2 separate regions of the Sus scrofa genome follow, and region 1 is linked to region 2. Evidence: chromatin contacts called from public Hi-C data. All regions are on one chromosome and are shown on one strand. Each heading gives the region's core, a stretch centred on a gene start, on an enhancer-like site or on the middle of the called end of the contact. The rest is flanking DNA. Distances are from core to core; before and after follow the strand shown.

Region 1 (5,826 bases), core at 385-2,884, 130 kb before region 2:
TGCATTGCTGTGGGTGTGGTATAGGCTGGCAGCTACAGCTCCGATCTGACCCCTAACCTGGGAACCTCCATATGCTGGAGGTGCGGCCCTAAAAAGACACACACACACACACACAAAGTATAGACATGTTATTATCCATGTTTTAACAGTGACAAAGCATGCAAATAAGGTTACCAAAGAAACTTTTTTTCCTTCCCATCTTATGTCCATCTGTTGTTAAAATAATCTTTTTAAATGTTTGATTTTCTAAGTTTGAGTTTGGGGAGTGGGTTAGAATCTATGGCTATGAAAATGTGGCCAAACCAAAAAAAAAAACTTTTTTAAAACTCTATGGGAATCATCCTTTCCAATCTACATCAAGTGTTCTTTTAGTAGATGTATGTCATTGGATCCACCTAATCAATTGTTTTTCCTTGTGTGGAGATCTCTTTAATTTGAGGCATGGTCATTCCTTTAGAAACTAGGTACAGTCCGTTTCTAAAGGGATGGTTGGTAATGAATTTCAGAGCCGGGTCTGCCTGCACTGTCCTTACAGCTGAAGGGGAACAGGTGGCCTGGCCCGGTCTTCTTCCCTGCCATTTCCTGGGCCTCGGTCCGCCAGGGTTGGGGCTGGGTGCTTTGACACTCAAGGGCCAAGCAGACTCCCTCCTTCCTCCGTTGTCCTTCTCCTCTCCTCCCAACCATTGTCCTATTATCAGTGCGTCTATCCATCCATCGCCACCCTCCCACCCCCACCCGTCCCGCCTCCTACATCCCTACAACCAGAGGAAGGCCCAGAGTCTGGACTTAAAACATTCGTCCCAAGAGTAGGGTGGGCTTGCTACTGGGCTTTTGTTTTTAAAACTTAACAGCCCTACCTCAATATTTTACGGCCACGATGCTCATTTTTTTCTAGAACTATCTTTTCGAGGCCCACACGGTGCATTTTTCTGTTATCGCTGAAACCCAGCTGCAGATGAAAACTTACCATCGCCCGACCAATGCCAGAGCCTTAGCGCTGCAGCGGGGCGGGCTGGTGGGCGCATCGAGGACCCTGCAGGTAGGGAGCCCGGAGACCGGCGGTGCCCGCCAGAAACCGTCGGAGCGGAGCCGGGGCGCGAGCTTCCCTGCCTGGCACACGCAGGGCACTGAGGGGCGCGCGTGCAGCGGCACGGGCACAGACCCGGAGAGGTCCTGGCGCGCAGCAGGGCGACCCCGGGTCCCACTGCCATGGGGGAGGGAAGTCGTCCCTGTGGGTCTAGGAGCTGCATCTTGCAGGCGTGCTCTGGTCTTGGCGTATGGGTCTCAAGACGTTGGGAGAATCGGAGATTTGGTGGCGGGCGCCTGGGGTTCGGGGTCACATAGCTCTAGGGGGCGCTCTGGACGTGGAACGGGAGTAGGGGCTCAGAGGCGCCGTGGGGTCCCGCAGCCGAAGTTGCAGGGCTCCCACTGGGCTTGCCGAGGCTGGGATGCCCGCTGGTGGGTCAAAACCCAGAGCCTCGGCCGGCCAGGACCGAGGACACCCTCGGGTCCCTGCAGACTCACCTTCTTGGCCTTTTTGTCCCCAACCGGAGCCATATTCGAGGTGTCCGGATGGTACTCGAAAACGGATTTGGATTGGAACCGACGAGGTTTCCCTTTCGAAGCCTGCAGCTGCCCAGCGGCGGCAGCGGAGCTCTTTATACCTGCAGCTCTCACGCGGTAGGTTTCCCCAGCCTCCCCGCGGTCCAACGCGGGCCTCCGGCAGGGAACACGCCCCCCAGCCTTTTATCCTGGCTCCTCTGGAATCGGCCTCCTGAGGGAGTGATCGAGATTATTCTTGCAAATAGGTGAACTCGTCCAGAAGTAAGTTAAGAAGAAAAAAACAAGTAGGTTGCCATCTGCTCGGGTTTCAGCTCTACCTGTGCCCACCCCTCTTTTCTTCTCGAGGAGAAATCCTGATGTACTCCTCCTTGCCTGGGATCCTGTTACCATTACTTAGGTTGCCAGACCAGGCCCCTAAAAACGCCATCCAATGCCCAAATATTTGTCAAAGGCCGAGGATACAAGATTCTTGAACGAGGAGGCCATGCCCTGGAAGAACTTCAGCCTAAAGTGTGACCTCTGTGATTATACGTCCAGTGGTTATGGATTCGAACAAAATATGGCCTTTACAGAAAAGTCTGATACTGACCCTGCATTAGTGCATGTGTTCAAAATGACCTTCTCCCCTTAAGTCCAAACATGCCTTGTACTTTCTATCAATATCTTTGCAACATTTAACAAAGACAAACACTTCACCTTTGTATATGACAGTGGAAATGTACTTTAGCGATGTCAAACATTCAGTGTGAAACTGTCTAAAAATGTACAGGCATTTGAGAAACTGGAAGGAAATAGAAATGTTAACAGCAGTTATCTGTTGATGGTAGAGTTAGGTCTTTTATTTTCTTCATTGTGTTTTACTGTATTTTCCTGAAATCTCTTTACAGTGAAAATACATTGACTTTAAAATAATGAAAATATTGCTTTTAAAATGTACAACATAATAGAAAGTACCCTAGAGAACAATTTAAAAATATGAAATAGAGTTCAGAAACTGTTGTCCAAATACACAAAAGCACATAAGGAAGTTTTTGTATGTGGAACAATAGCCTCTATTTTAACAAATGCAAGGAAAGAAATTACTGTAGCAAACGATGAATTAATACAAACTTTGTTGCTAAAATTATGTGCAGTTGAAACTGAGAAGTAGAAAAGTCCTTTTGCTTCAGGTAATTGTCAGGTTTGAAGTAGGAAAAAAAATAGGAAGGTTGATGGATGCATATATTATAATTCAAATGATCTATTATTTCACTTGTCCACCAAGACTGAGGCATGAGGTAATGTAGGCATCCTTCACAGTGCCTAGACTTTATACCATGAAAGCTTTGGAGTATCTGAGTAGGTAACAGCTAAGTTACTTAACGCGTTAACTGCTTATACTATTAACCTGGTGAACACTGGTGAGACAAAGAGGTTCAGAGTGAGCCCAGGTATAGCTGCATAGAACAGTTGCAGTGGTGGATACCAGGCGCTAGGGGGCGGTATCAGGGCTCCCATAGTCAAAAACTGAAAGCCGACACTGTCATTTTCATAGTTCATCCAAATTTAGTAAAACTTAGGAGCGATTTTAAACTAGCAGCACTTAAAAAAATGAATTGAAAATTTTTAGTACGTTAATATAGACACATGGCAAAAATATGAAAAATCTTTCTCTGGCTGCTGTTCCCAGGTCAAGTCCTGCCTGGAGGTAACCACTATTTCCTGTTCTGTTCTCCTAGACTAGGCATGTCTAAATGTATACATGTATAGATAAGGATTTGTATTTAAATGTAGAAAATTTAGTTTATTTAGTTACTTTTCCACCTTCACTTTTTTTTTTTTTTTTCCTTTTAGGGCCATACCGAAGGTCCCAGGCTAGGGGTCCAATCCAAGCTGCGCCCGCCCGCCTGTGCCTGTGCCACAGCAATGCCAAGATCTGAACCCTGACTGTGACCTACACCACAGCTCAGGGCAACTACCAGATCCTTAACCCACTGAGCAGGGCCAGGGATTGAACCCTCCTGGGTACTTAGTCGGGTTGGTTACTGGCTGAGCCACTACGGGAACTCCCCATGTCCACCTTTTCCAAAACAATTAATAGGCAGCTATTGAAATCATTTTGTTTTTCTTCAGCTTCTTGATTTGTTCTACCTCATCCCCTGCCCCAATGAGGTCCATTAAAAAAATTTATGCACCACTATTCCTTTAATTGCTAATGACATGCCCAGCTTACGGAGTACTTCCTATGAGCCAAGCATTACTGTAAGCCTTTCACATGTAGGTATTACTTCCTCCTCACGATTCTGTGGGACAGACACTTCCACTTTGTCCTCAAGAGCTGGGAAGTCAGGGAGATAGAAGAGTTTTCAGCATGATCTCTGAAACTCCTGTGCCGCATTCCCAAAAGTGCAAAGTACTCAGGTGGCTTCAAGGCCACCTGGGCAGTGAGATCTGTAGTAACGGTTCCTGGGAGGCTGTCAGTGTTCTCCGTTCCCTGCAGGAGAAATAAGATGAGGAAGGTCTGACTGCTGAGGGCTTTGGCCTCCTACAAAGACATTTGATGTTAAAAATAAATCCTGAAGGGAGAGAGGAGGCTTAGAGATGGAGGTCCACTCCCTCAGTTTTATAACCTCAAAAAGAGAGGCTAGTGCTTTGCTCTTCTTCTAACCCCATTTACTCATTCAACAAACATTTAAGGCCCGTTTGTACCATGTTTCAAACACCACACTTATTACTAGAGATAAAGGATATTTCTCTTTATCCAGAGACAAAGAATATTTCTTCCTTTCCCCCAAGGGGGAAAAGATACCATCTCATGTAAAAGTTAAAATGTCACCTTTATCAATATGTGGAGGAAAAAAACATCAGGACTGTTCATTTTCTCTTCCATTGGGGTCATCTTTAAAAATGAAAGTGACTTTTCATATAAACTTTTTAAACTCAAAATGTTTCACTTAGCCTTCAAGCCAGTGAACATGTTTTATGTTTTAACATCATGTAGAACAGTGTTTGCAAACTGGTGACATGGAAATGGGGCCAACTTCTGTGTTTCCTTTGGCAAGGGCAGTGTTTTTAAAAAATCGAATGCGAATTCCCTTCTGTGGCGCCTTCCCGTTGGCCAGCATGCCCCACACCCAGTTGTTCTACCCTCAGTGGGTTCCATACTTACCTTACCTGGAAGGCTTGTGACTTTTCAACCTCCACCGAAACCGAAGGTATATTTGGGGTGATCAAATCTACGTGAGATGTCCTTTGGTCTGAGTTCTCCCAAAGAGCCCCCACACTGAAGGTTTCATTTTCTATAGCCACTCATCTCAGTTATTATTATTATTATTATTATTATTGTTATTAGTTGTTGTTGTTGTTGCCACTGCCCAGAATCATCAAAAAGGGATGGGGGGTGGGCTTTTCATCTCAAACCCTCTTCCCTGGGTGCACAGGTTTTCCTCACTTTCTCTCTTCTGGTAGTGAGTACACTGACCCTAGAACAACCCAGAGGCTCAGGGGGAGCCAACGCTTTGCACAGTTGAAAATCCGCCTGTAATTTATAGCCAGCCCTCCTTATCGCGTGGTTCCTGCATATCCACGGTACAGCATCCTCCAATTCAACCATCTGCGAATCACATATTGCTACGTAGTATTTACTACTGGAAAAAATCTACCTGTAAATGGACCCGAGCATTTTAAACCCCTGTTGTTTCAAGGGCCAGCTATACTTCGTTCCCTCTGTTGACTGCACTCAGCATGATCCCAACACAGCAGGCACTTTCTGAAACCACAACACGCAGTTACTCCCCTCAAAGGGCCTTAGTTACTTTTGTAAATTCAAGCTGAAGCTAGGTGGCTTCAGATGTTTTTTCTTTTTTTCAAAAATGATTTTTATTTTTTCCAAATAGCTGGTTTACCGTGCTCTGTCAATTTTCTACTACACAGCAAAGTGACCTAGTCCCATATACATATATACATTGTTTTTCTCACATTATCCTCCATCAAGCTCCATCATAAGTGACTAGATACAGTTCCCAGTGCTATGTAGCAGGATCTTATTGCTTATCCATTCCAAGAGTTTGCCTGTAGTAACCCCGGATTCCCAGTCCATCCCACTCCCTCCCACCTCCGGCAAGCACAAGTCTGTTCAGTTGGCTTAGCATGCACTTAGAGCATAAAATAGCCTTTCCCCATGTTCTTTCTTTGCCTTCCCCTTGTGGTCAGCAAGCACTTCCTTAGGCTGGCTGGGAGGGTGCCTCTGGCTCCTGTTGCTGCCTTCAACTTCTGCCCATTCCT
Region 2 (6,338 bases), core at 338-2,837:
GAGATCCTACCAGCAATGACAGCCCAGTAGCAAGAGTAGCCTGTAGCACAGATCTTGGTTTCTAGAGGCCACCCTCCTCTAAGAGGTGTCAGGGGTTCCTTGGAGAAGTGGCTGATTCCAGGGTTGGGGAAGAAAAAATCCAAGATGAATCTAGAATATCTTGTTGTACCATAAAGTAAGGGAGTGCTCAAATATTAAAGAGAACATGCCACAAGGACACAAGAGTTAGACTGAAGGGGCTCCCACTGGCCAAATCAGAGGAAATTTGAGCACTGATATGATTAATATGTATTATTATACTGATTAAATTAAGAATCTTTGAGTTCATAGTGATATAAACAAACACATGAGGAAGAAGGCAAAGTTCTTCCTTACAGTAGTAGAAAGACAACTAATAAATCTATTTAAAGAATGATAGAAAATCACTATAATCACCATTTGGGAACCATCCTAATAATGACTGAAGCAATAAGCCTCAGGGAAGGTTAAAACTAATAAGCGAAAGTTTTAGGAATAACAGAATATATGCATACTCTCAAAGTACCTCCCCATAAAATAATTATTAATTACAGGGGGGAAATAATAACTTTACAGTGGGGAAACGGCCACCTTAAGTTATCAAATAATAAAGTAAATCAACAACACCTGACTCTTAATATGAAGCATCAAGAATACGTTATATTTGCAGTATTTCTGTATAAACCCATAACCTGCGCCTAATCATTAGGAAACAACAACTCTAATGGAGAGATTTTACAATAACTAGACTATACTGCACGTCAAAGATGTTCAATGCATAAATGAAAAATAGAATTAACTCTTTTTAATTAACTCATTTGCACATTTCCAGAGCATTTTTAGCATAAGCTTTTATTTGAAAATTCAGGACATCGGAAGGTGCAGTGCAAGTTCAGTAGTTTCTGGAGCAGTTGGTCAAAGGAGGAATTGTTCCTGCAGATTACCAGCCATGGTTTGGGCAATCTGATTTCTATCCTGAAGGGTAGGGAGGAACAGTTATGGAAAGAGGGACAGGCAAGGGCCACCATGGAAAATTTTGTCCTTAAAGATCTTTTACATGGTTTTTAAAGGAAATTTTCAAGCCTTAACCTAATGAGAGTCAAATAGCTCTTCAACATTCTCTTTTTGGAATTCCCATTGTGGCTCAGCGGTTAACCTGACTAGTATTCCTGAAGACGCAGGTTCGATCCCTGGCCTCGTTCAGTGGGTAAGGATCTGGTATTGCCGTGAGCTGTGGTGTAGGTCACAGATAAGGCATGGATCCCGCCTTGCTATAGCTGTGGAGTAGGCCAGCAGCTACAGCTCCAATTCAATCCCTGCCGTGGGAACCTTCATGTCACCAGTATGGCCCTAAAAAGACACACACACAAATTTCTTTTTACTTAATGCCAATTTTTCTCCTGCTAAATTTCATCGATTCCACCACAGATGACAAGTGGCTGTAACATAAATTAATTTACTTCATGCAGAGAAAAAAAATTCTATGTATGTAAAGAAGGAAACATTCCATATGTTAGAGAATAATTTTCAAAAAATGAGAAAATCATGATCCTTATACACATATAAAATGAATATACATCAAAGATTTTATTTAATTCATTAACGAAGAAACAGAGTGTTAACACCAGTTCCAAGAACAATCCAAGGAACAGATCAGGAATATGAAATAAATGTGTAAGTGGAGGCAAAACTTTTTTCCAAGGTAGTGGCGAGGGTGTCATTCCAATGGATAGAATTAATTTGCATGTGTATAAACAAGAATTAGTTTCCATTGCTCTCAGTTATCTACAACCTATAAATGTGTACAATGAGTCCCATGGAATCAGAAGCAGATAACCTGAAAGGAGCGCAAAATTTCTTCCCCTACAACCAGTAACAGTTATTGTCTGTCTCCAGATAGAGGGAGGAGGCAGAGTCTTGGCTGGCAATGGGAATACACTGGTCATGAGGCTAACTTCCCATGCTTCAATGAGCATGTGGCTAAAGGAATGTTTCTTTCCATCCAGGGACTGTTTCAGGCAAATGAGTCTACTTTGGTTCACCACTTCATTGTGGGGGAGCCAACTCTGAAAGGGCTCGTATCTGGACAAGCTAATGAGCTACTCCCTGGCCACACAGCACTCCAAGGGCAGCCTAACTATAAAGCTGCACCTTCAAAACGGCACCGTGCAGTCCGAGTGTGTACTTGGCCCCTTTTGGCTAAGTGGGGAGGAAGTGGCTTCGCAGGCCTATGCTATTCTTAAAGGAATCTGAAACGCCATTCAGATCTCTGCCTCTTCATTGTTCTACATGCACGAGGCTGGGTTCTTTTGCTAGAAACAATTCTGCTAGAAACGATGCTTTCACGACTCTTAAAACATTATAGCTCAAGATATGGAGTCAGAACTGGGTCTGGGTTACGCCCAAGCAACTCCAAGCTTGTTTACTCCGGAAAAAAGGGGGGGGGAGGGGCAAAATTATGATTCCGAGCCGTCAGAGTTGTGAGATTTAAAGAGATAAGGGCTGTCAAAAATGCTGTGTAAATTGTGAAGAGTTACTAAAAAGAGCAAATTCGCTCCTCTTTTAGGATGCCAAGAGGCAACGAGCATCGCTGGAAAGATGAGACCTTGGCCCTTATCAAGCATCAACGGAGTTACCCTGGAGCACAGCTGCGAGGCTGCCCGAGTTCTACTCGCTGGCTCCTCCCCCGCCACACGGGCCCGGGCCGGGGTTAGAGGCGGCGGGTCTCCGGCGCTGGGCCTCTACTGCCCACGGCCCGCAGGGGGTGAGGTTCAGTGCCGGGGCGGGGCAGCCCCGGCTGCTCAGTTCCTGATTCTATAAGTGGTGCCCGAGGCTGGCGGCGCCACAGGCGCGGGCAACGCGGGCGACGCAAGATGGGCCGGCGAGGCGCTGAGAGTTGGCCCCGAGGCCCCGGGCAGCGGCGGCCGCTCCTCCCCACCGTCCTCCCGCTGGGGCTGCTGCTGTTGCTGCTGCCTCCTCTCGGTTCCAGCATTGGGGCCGGCCGGCCGCCTCACCTCGTCTTCGTGCTGGCGGACGACCTGGGCTGGAACGACGTGGGCTTCCACGGCTCGGAAATCCGCACGCCGCACCTGGACGCGCTGGCGGCCGGCGGAGTGCTGCTGGACAACTACTACACGCAGCCGCTGTGCACGCCATCGCGGAGCCAGCTGCTCACCGGCCGCTACCAGGTACGCAGCGCCCCCGGCGGCCCGCCGGCCCCGCGCCCGGCTCCGCCCCCGCCTCCGGCCGCGGCCCTCCTCCTTCGGCCGCCCCGCTCCGCTCCGATCCGGGCCTGCCCGGCCCGCGAGCTTCCTAGAAGTGGGGCCCGAGACCCAGGCGGCGACAGGCCAGTCGGGGTCGGTCCCCCGATATCAGTCCCAAAGAGGCGGCTTCTCGCCCACGCAGCGATGTCGCAGCTCCTCCCAGGCTCGCGGCGGCCTCTGCGCATGCCCGGTGTCCGGGCGCCCCCTCATCTCCAGGCGCCCCACCTCTCTGGGTGGTTTTTCTGTCTTCCGTTTTCTAAAGGTCGGGGTGAAGGGGATTTTGGCCGATGCTCGTTGCGGGGCCGGTAGCCGGTAGGCAGAAAGGTCAGAATGGACTCTGTGGAGTGGTCCTGAAGGGGACGATGGAGCAGGAGCGAGTCCCGGAGTGGGGCAGTGAGAGGTGGGGAGCCAGGAACGCTGGAGGGAGCTTTGAAATGAAGGCGAGCCCACAGTGGGAGCGATTATGGTTCCCTGTGAACCCAGCGTCATAGGTTAGGACTGCCCGATCGAAGATTAAAGGAATTTTTGAAGTTCTCAGCAGCCCTGGAATGAAACCTATCCAGGTTGATTTCCTGGAGCTGTTGACTTTCCTTTCAGAGGTAACCGGATTTCAGTATGCCTCTGAGCATCTTTGCTATGTCTTTAAAAACATCTCTGTAGTTAACAGCGTGAAGTGTGTGTGTAGAGCGCATGCATATGTTAGGTAACTAAGAATATCAAGAACATTTGCATTGTGCTGTTTTGGAAGTTAATTCTTGAAACAGCCTGTGAGGTAGCTGTTGTTTTTAATCCCCATTTACACATTAGGAAGTGAATCTGTAGAAATTCAGTGGCATGTTAAAAGTTGTCAACTGAAAGCAATGCTTGTGCCGAGACTTTTGGAGATGTTTTGGCAGAGATTTGCTGTGAGTCAAGAGTAGCAGATGTCTGTGTGAATGGTTTTAGTGCTTTTCTAGGTACAGGGAGCTGCAAGAATTGGGCTCAAAGACTCTTCTGCTTAAAATATCTGACTACCTGAAGACCCATTCTGTCTGTTTTTCCTAGAGCACAGAGTGCCTCATTGCTGACCTCCACCCCGAACTCCTTTCATGGTGTGTTGAAGGTCACTAGCAGTGGCTAGTGACTTACTTTTTGTAGAGGCAGATGGCAAGTGCCAATTTTTAGCTGACAGGTTCACACAGATAGAAAGTGGTAAAGCTGGGTTTTGCACCTTTCCTGCATGTATATATACATATATCTATACTTTGGGCCATTACTGTACAAGTCACATGGATTTGCTTGAATCTTGCTCTCCCAAATCTGTGTTTCTGTAGCCTTTCAGATCAAGCCTAGCTTCATATTGTCCTGAGATCAAGAGAAGGACGGGTTCACTTGCAATAAGGATTTGCACGGTGATCCGAAGACCTTTAGAAACAGAAATGATAGAATTTTATTGCAGACTGAGAAGTAGCTCAAGGTTTGCAGTGGAGCTAAAGGATAGTTCTCTTCACCATTGGCCCTAAGTACTTCCCATAGTTCTGACTGGCTGTTATGTGGAATCAGGAATCCCTACTCCGACGCAAATCTCTTCTTGGATGCTTTCTAGGAGTAAAAGGACCTCTGAGTACAGAGGGGAAAGGAGGGAAGACAAGGTCTGACCAGATGGTTCTGCATTTGATCAGAAGTATGAGAACTGAACTCAAATTGCAGAAGAAGGAATTCTGTTGTGGTTCAGCGGGTTATGAACCCCAACTGGTATCCATGAGGATGCGGGTTGGATCCCTGGCTTTCCTCAGTGGGTTAAGGCTCCGGCATTGCCGTGAGCTGTGGTGTAGGTCACAGACTCAGCTGGGATCTGGAGTTGCCGTAGCTGTGGTATAATCTGGCAGCTGCAGCTCCAATTCAGCCCCTAGCCTGGGAACTTCCATATGCTGCAAGTGTGGCCTTAAAAAGAACAAAAAAGAAAAAAAAAATGCAGAAGAATGGGAGGGTCATTTGTTTCTCCAACTTCCTCTCTTCCAACAGTCTTGCACAGAAAAGCAAATACCACACTTCAAAAACTTGTTCATATAACTACTTTTGTCCCCAAACATCCTCCCTGATCAGTCACTAACATTCTGTCTTGGGGGAAAAAGTACTCGAGTATTTAGAGTAGCATGAAGTTCAGAAGTGGAGGACACGTAGAGGGTGCTTACTCCAAAAGAGTAATGTCCCCAGACATTTTGCTGGACTTTTCTCTGCTTTATTGTGTTTGAGTTTAAGATTCACCATTCAAAATTACTATGGGTTAGCAAGCATCCTGTTTTTAAAGGAGTCACTATTTTAAAGGAGCGCCAAGGAGCCACACTGGCTCAGATACTGTATTCTGATGCCATTCTAAGCATTTTATATGTATTAACTCATTTAACTCTTACAGCAACCCCATGAAATAGGTTCTATTATTATCATCCCTATTTGATAACAAGGAAAATGAGGCTGGAAGAGGTTAAGAAACTTGCCCAAGGTCACAGGGCTGGTAACTTGGGGATCAGGATTTGAACCAGGCAGTGGCTCTATAACCATTATACTACCTTGCCTACTCAGAATTTTTAAAAATATCGTTGCCAGAGCTGCTTCAGATTTATTAACTCCCTTTCTCTTCTCTCTCTCTCTCTATATATAATGATTTTTATTTTTTTTCATTATAGCTGGTTTACAGTGTTCTGTCAATTTTCTACTGTACAGCATGGTGACCCTGTTACACATACATGTATAGATTCTTTTTTATTACATTATAGTGCTCCATTTTAAGTGACTAGATATAGTTCCCAGCTACACAGAAGGATCTCATTGCTTATCCAAGTAACTCTCATTTCTTTGACATTTAGGTCATTTCTAAACATCTTGATGAAAACAACCCATTACATTTTAATTTAGGAATTGCCTGTGTTAAATGTAACGTGAGATATGGATAGAGGTCTTATTTCTTTTCTTTTTTTTTTTTTTTTTTGCTTTCTAGTAGTGCACCCAGAGATACAGATAGAGGTTTTATTTCTTTTCTTTTCTTTTTTTGCTTATTAGGGTGCATGCATGGCGTAT

The links. A called contact is a pair of places that touch in the nucleus more often than the background predicts.
Region 1: a contact with region 2 is called in a Hi-C map of liver, with 3 times the contacts expected there. The contact joins the promoter of BHMT here to the promoter of ARSB in region 2. A contact is called at or near these places in 2 of 5 promoter capture datasets (fetal liver and liver) and 1 of 47 Hi-C or Micro-C datasets (liver).

The regions. Positions count from the first base shown.
Region 1 is chr2:87,906,901-87,912,726 of Sscrofa11.1, reverse strand. It overlaps BHMT (betaine--homocysteine S-methyltransferase), which reads right to left and starts at 1,634. Exons shown (of 8, transcript NM_001200042.1): 1 at 1,525-1,634. The coding sequence starts at 1,557.
Region 2 is chr2:87,774,802-87,781,139 of Sscrofa11.1, reverse strand. It overlaps ARSB (arylsulfatase B), which reads left to right and starts at 1,587. Exons shown (of 8, transcript XM_021084478.1): 1 at 1,587-3,206. The coding sequence starts at 2,892. It overlaps LOC110259405 (a long non-coding RNA gene), which reads right to left and starts at 4,673. Exons shown (of 2, transcript XR_002341753.1): 1 at 3,033-4,673; 2 at 792-1,368.